Regions from separate parts of the Drosophila melanogaster genome. Here region 1 is linked to region 2. The links are chromatin contacts, called in public HiChIP or PLAC-seq maps. All regions are on one chromosome and are shown on one strand. The core of a region is the stretch at or near the end of the contact, and the rest is flanking DNA. Distances in the headings are between cores, read along the strand shown.

Region 1 (2,821 bases), core at 50-2,549, 130 kb before region 2:
ATGTCCGGGTGCTCCGGAAAAATCGGTGGTGAAATCCCGGGTTGGAGGCGTTCCGCGAGGGTATATAAGGCGGTACCTTGGCTACAGGCCATTAAGTTTAGACCATTTTTTACATTTTCATGATGGTTTCAAAAATGCGAAAATTTGGCAAAAAATTTAGAATTTGGCAGTAAAGTTTAGTTATAAGCAAGAAGTAAAGTTACAGTTATAATTAATAATTAAACAACAAATTGAACTGGGAATGCAAAGTTTTATTTGAAATTTGTTACAATCATAATGCACCGGGAGCTGATGTGCTTTCTTTGGCGTATGGAACTTATGGATATTCATCAGAATGTTGATGTTCAAACGGTGGATGCCAAACATCACCAAATCGATTGCTCTATTGGAATTGCCGCTGACGTACATGCTGTCCAGGTAATTGTAGAAGGACTCCAGGCGGAATATATCGCTGTTTAGCTCCATGTAGTTCGAATCGAGCCGCAACTGCTCCTCGGTGAAGATGGTCCCAGGCTCCTCCTCGAAACTCATGACCTTGACGAACTTGTTAAGCAAATTAAATTTATATACCTTCTTGGGTATGTAAACCCAATGCTCTAGCTTTTCGTACAAATCCCACATGAAGAAGCTTACGGGCTTTAGGGCGTTCTGGGGGATTTGGGGGCTTTGGGGGTTCTGGGGGATTTGGGGGCTTTGCGGCTTCGTTCTCCATTTGCCTCATCATCGAAACCTCGTGCAGAAGACGATAGTCATCGATCAAGGAGCTTCTCTTCAGGTCCACGGAAGCCAGCTCCTCGTCTGTCAGCTCGTCGAGCTTGTAGAGATGCGACAGTTCCTCATCGGTTAGCTTACAAATACCGGAGAACTTTAGTTTTCGCGACAGCGGATTGGTTTTCGTTTCGTCAACATTCTGTTCTTCCATTTTGGTAGTATATAATAATATTCAATCTGGATTTTCAGACCAGGAATTTTAGCACACCTTGTGAATTGGACTGAGATATGACAGCTAATAACGAGCTAATGACAGAAATGGGTGACTACCCTGTGGAGATCTAGTTCTAGACCAAGTGTGGTATGCTCGAACTAGACAGAAAGTGACAACCTTTAAAAAAAAGTTTCAGTGGCAATAAAAGCTATAGCTATAGTAAATAATAATTTCGAACGTATAAAGTAAACTTTGAATTTCCCGCGGAGAATATATTTGTAGTATATTTAACCACGTTTTTGCTACGGTATTTATCGCCATACGGCGTAGGTTCAAAAGAACTACGTGTTATCGATAACACGAAGCGTTATTTGTCTGGACTTATCGCACCACCTATCGAATCAGCTGCAGCTGAAAATTAGACCTAAAAGTTATTCTAAATGTGCTTAAATCTGAATCACGCTTGACAAACAGTTTTCGGAACGCGGCCTAGCCATCTAGATGCCCGATCCGGGTGCGGGAACGGACTACAATAACACTGATCTAGTGTAATAAACAGCCTGTGCACAACAATTCCAAACAGTCGCTCACATATCTTTGTAAACACAAAAATCGCCACAGAAAGAAAAGTCCCATTAATTTATAAATCCATCCAGCTGATTTAATTGTTATTGTATATAATCAATTAATACGCTGCACAAACTCGAGCATCGCGCCGCCTACAATTCCAGAGCATAGATCAGATTCCATCGCGGCCTTCAAGATGGACGAACCTTCGGACGATGAGAACTCGGAGCCCACGCCCAAGAAGATCAAGCGGGAATGGGTGAAGAGCTACTCAAACAAGGCCATGGAGATGATGAAGAAGATGGGCTACGAGAATGACAAGGGTTTGGGAAAGAGCAACCAGGGTCGCCTGGAGCCCATCATCGCCGTTCAGCAGGATGGTCGCCGTGGCTTCGGCCTCAAACTGGACACTGTCCAATCGTCGGCTGGCCAGTGGGATCCTGCCTGCGAGGAGCTCGAGATACCCGAACCGGTGCTTTGGCTCCACAATCCTGGCAGCCGTGCGGACGCATACAGTCTTGATCAGCTGATGGGTCATTTGGTCACCGGTGAGAAGAAGCTGACCCTCGACGGGGAGACACGCTACTGCGATCCGGCCATCCTGCATCACATCCTCAATGCCAAAACTGTATTCGATGATCTCAACGACAACGAGAAACGACGGGCAAGATCCCGATGTAATCCGTTTGAGACGATCCGCAGCTCCATCTTTCTCAACCGCGCCGCCGTCAAGATGGCCAACATCGACTCCATGTGCAACTTCATGTTCACCAATCCCCGCGATCCCGCTGGCCAGACCCTGGTGGCTCCCGATGAGCTTCTCTATTTCACGGACATGTGTGCAGGTGAATACATTGCGTTTCGCTTTTGCTTTCCAAATCTCGATCGTTCTCAATAAACTCGCTTTAGACGTAATAACCTTGATCTCCTTTCTGTTGTTGCACAGGTCCTGGCGGCTTCTCCGAGTACGTGCTGTACCGCAAATCGTGGGAGGCCAAAGGATTCGGCTTCACACTTCGTGGCGCTAACGACTTTAAGCTGGAAAAGTTCTTTGCTGCCTCGCCGGAGTCCTTTGACACGTTCTACGGCGTAAAGGAAGATGGCAACATATTCGATGAAAGCAACCAGGACTCGCTGAACGAGTATATCCGCATGCATACGCCCCAGGGCGTTCACTTTGCCATGGCCGACGGTGGCTTTTCGGTGGAAGGTCAGAAGAATATCCAGGAGATCCTGTCCAAGCAACTGTACCTCTGTCAGTTCCTTACCGCCCTGAAGATACTGCGGCCGAACGGCAGCTTCGTTTGCAAGGTGTTTGACCTGTTCACA
Region 2 (2,839 bases), core at 179-2,678:
TGCAGGTCTGGGACTTTGATCCGATGATACCATTTCCGCCCGTGGTCGAACCGGAGCACGATGGCGCCTTCCTCACAGTGGCACCTCGCCAGGCGGCCAAGCCACATGGACTGCAACTTCCACTCATGGTGGGCGCCACCGCCGAGGAAGGTCTCCTGAAGACCGCCGCCCTGCTCAATCTTCCCCAGCTGTTGGCCGAGTTTAAGTCTCAGTTTGAGCAGGTCCTGCCCGTCGTGCTCAACTACGATCATCATGACGATTCCGTGCGGCAAACGATTACGCAGCGCATCGAAAGCTTCTACTTCAAGTCGGGCCACGATTACGACAAGGCCAACCACCAGAACCTGACCGACGTGAGTGGACGGATCGCCAATCTAGATGAATTAAGAGTTCATTAATCCAATCAGCATCTGTGTACAAACTCCTTACTCCATTTTAGCTGATCTCGGATGGATGGTTTGTGGCCGGAATCGATGAGTACTTGCGCCTCCGCATGTCCCAAGAGGACGTGGCCCCCACCTATGTATACCTATTCGATCACAAGGGAGCTGCCAGTTTTACGGAGATTTTCAAGGGCGGCCGAAACGAGTTCTATGGAGCGTGCCATGCCGAGGAGCTCCAGTACTTGTTCCCCATTGGCCGGGAGTTATTTGTGAGTGCGGTGCCGACGCAAAAGGATCTGGAACTCCGCGAATTAATGCTCCATCTGTGGGTTAGCTTTGCGAAGACCGGGTATATGCCATTTAAATATAACTCTTTTTTTTAATCGAAACTAATGATAATTTCTCCACAGCAATCCAAATCCCACGAATGTTAGCTTTCATCTGCCGAACTGGAGTCCCGCCTCTAGTTATCCAGTGGAATTCGCTCGACTGGGCACCAAAATGGAGGACTCCGCATCCATTTTTCGACTTGAAAACGAGCTTATGCAGCACCGGGTCGACTTTTGGCGGGACCTGCAGCCCCATTTGCCCGCCAGTCACGCCCACAACGAGCTGTAGTCGTCCATCAAGTCGTTGTTCAAATTCAATTCACATTTTGTCTCATTCAATTGTTGTATTTCACCACAAATTATAAATTTTACTGTACTTAAATTTTTTGCGCATTTGCCGCCAACTTAACGGGATTTTGGAGCTGCCAGACGGGCACAAGCTTTTGCGCTGCCAGACCTGTGGTATTGAGCAGTTAACCAGTGTTGGGTATTTTGGCACTGATGGCTCAGCGTTGCCGCATCGACGTAAAAAGTTAAGTATGTGTAAACAAAACAATTGAGAAAATAATAGAGCTTTGGCAATAAAAAAAATATATATATATATATATATATATAGAAAAGTTTTAGAAAGGCTAGAAAAATAAAAAGAATTTTGTTATAAGTTAGACAAAATAAAGTCTAATTGGAATTGATATTATGGCACTGCGAACTATCGATAGTCGCACAGCTGATTGGGTGTTTATTTATGACCAAAATATTGCAATCAGCGGAATTTCATTTGAATTTCATTAGATTAGTCATGTACGTCGTGGGCCAAAGTCTGGTGCGGTTATCTATATATAAGTGATTGCGCCGCCGTGATTTGGGCTTTTCGTTTCAATTTCCTCTGCGATAGAGTCCCAATACCACGTGCTATCTCGGCGTCCCCCCGCGAATTATTATTTCACTACTTCGGATCCGATCCGGATTAGCACGATAACGAGTTGGCCAAATAATCATCAACGGCACGGGCTGTTAATGGATTTGCTGTTTACGCGTCGGAACGACACCATCTGAGCAGCCAGTGATAAGGCACACAGCTTCGCAACCGGCGCTCCGCAGTCCATCATCCTCTATACTCTTTACTCTATATTATGGATATTCCCGTCCTGAAGACCAATGGTCACGAGAGGCTGGCCTCGCTGGACAAAAGCATGCCGCCGGCATCGCCCACTCTGCCGAGTCCCACGATCCGCAGGAATAAAAGTGATGGAAAACTCATGGCCCAGGATGTCAAAGAGGCCCGGGTGAAGGTCATCTACACTGGCGGCACCATCGGCATGGTGCGCAACGAGCGGAATGGTAAGCAGCCCAGAATGTCACGAATACGAGGATTCATTGGGATTGCCCGAATCTGTCCATGTAGATAAGATCCCACTTTTACTAACAAGGGGAGTCTTAGAAAATGGCCAGATATGATAAGAGCAATGCACTTGAAAACATTTTATTCGAATAATATGTATGAAAGTTGAAATTGTTGGTATGAATGTAAACAAAACAAATCAATTGGCAGTCAACAGATTGTTGATGCTTCTATTTAAATATTGACTATTTGCTTGCTATTTATTGAGTGGTCTAATTAGGTATTTTAGTAAACATTTGACACACGAAGCGTGACCATAAATCATCATCTTGATTAGGAAACTAATTTGTCACGGAGTTTGTGACTATCAATATTAATATTCTATAATTATCGCAGTGTTAGCTCCCATTCCCAATGCCCTGGTGCGCAGCATCCGCAAATATCCAAACATCCACGATGAGGAGTACGCGCTGCGCCGCTTTGGAGCATCTGCATCGATGGCTCCACTGGTGCTGCCCATTGTGCAGGGCGTAGATCGCCGGGTTATCTACCAGATCTCGGAATATACACCGCTGCTGGACAGCAGCAATATGACGATGAACGATTGGGCGCGAATCGCCAGCGATATTCAGGTACATACATATATATATATATGAAAGGTAATATTAATCCTTTCCAAATTATTGTCTAGCAATCGTACGAGTTCTTCGATGGCTTTGTGGTGCTCCATGGCACCGACACGCTTTCCTACACCGCATCTGCATTGTCTTTCATGTTGGAAAATT

Evidence for each region. HiChIP or PLAC-seq counts read pairs in DNA pulled down with a chosen protein or histone mark.
Region 1: an H3K27ac HiChIP or PLAC-seq map of the Kc167 cell line shows a contact between it and region 2, with 4 times the contacts expected there. The contact joins the promoter of Cmtr1 here to the promoter of CG6428 in region 2. A contact is called at or near these places in 15 of 107 Hi-C or Micro-C datasets (the D17-c3 cell line, the Kc167 cell line, the ML-DmBG3-c2 cell line and 5 more) and 4 of 6 datasets of contacts at active chromatin or transcription factors (the Kc167 cell line and the S2 cell line).

The regions. Positions count from the first base shown.
Region 1 is chrX:4,099,509-4,102,329 of dm6, reverse strand. Cmtr1 (Cap methyltransferase 1) reads left to right here and starts at 1,299. Exons shown (of 2, transcript NM_001297922.1): 1 at 1,299-2,337; 2 at 2,439-2,821. The coding sequence starts at 1,689. It overlaps CG15375, which reads right to left and starts at 1,012. Exons shown (of 3, transcript NM_131921.3): 1 at 620-1,012; 2 at 237-543. The coding sequence starts at 922.
Region 2 is chrX:3,967,244-3,970,082 of dm6, reverse strand. CG6428 reads left to right here and starts at 1,428. Exons shown (of 4, transcript NM_130732.2): 1 at 1,428-2,053; 2 at 2,451-2,686; 3 at 2,746-2,839. The coding sequence starts at 1,846. It overlaps CG6414, which reads left to right. Exons shown (of 4, transcript NM_001316636.1): 2 at 6-353; 3 at 440-732; 4 at 794-1,295. The coding sequence ends at 1,001. It also overlaps asRNA:CR45481.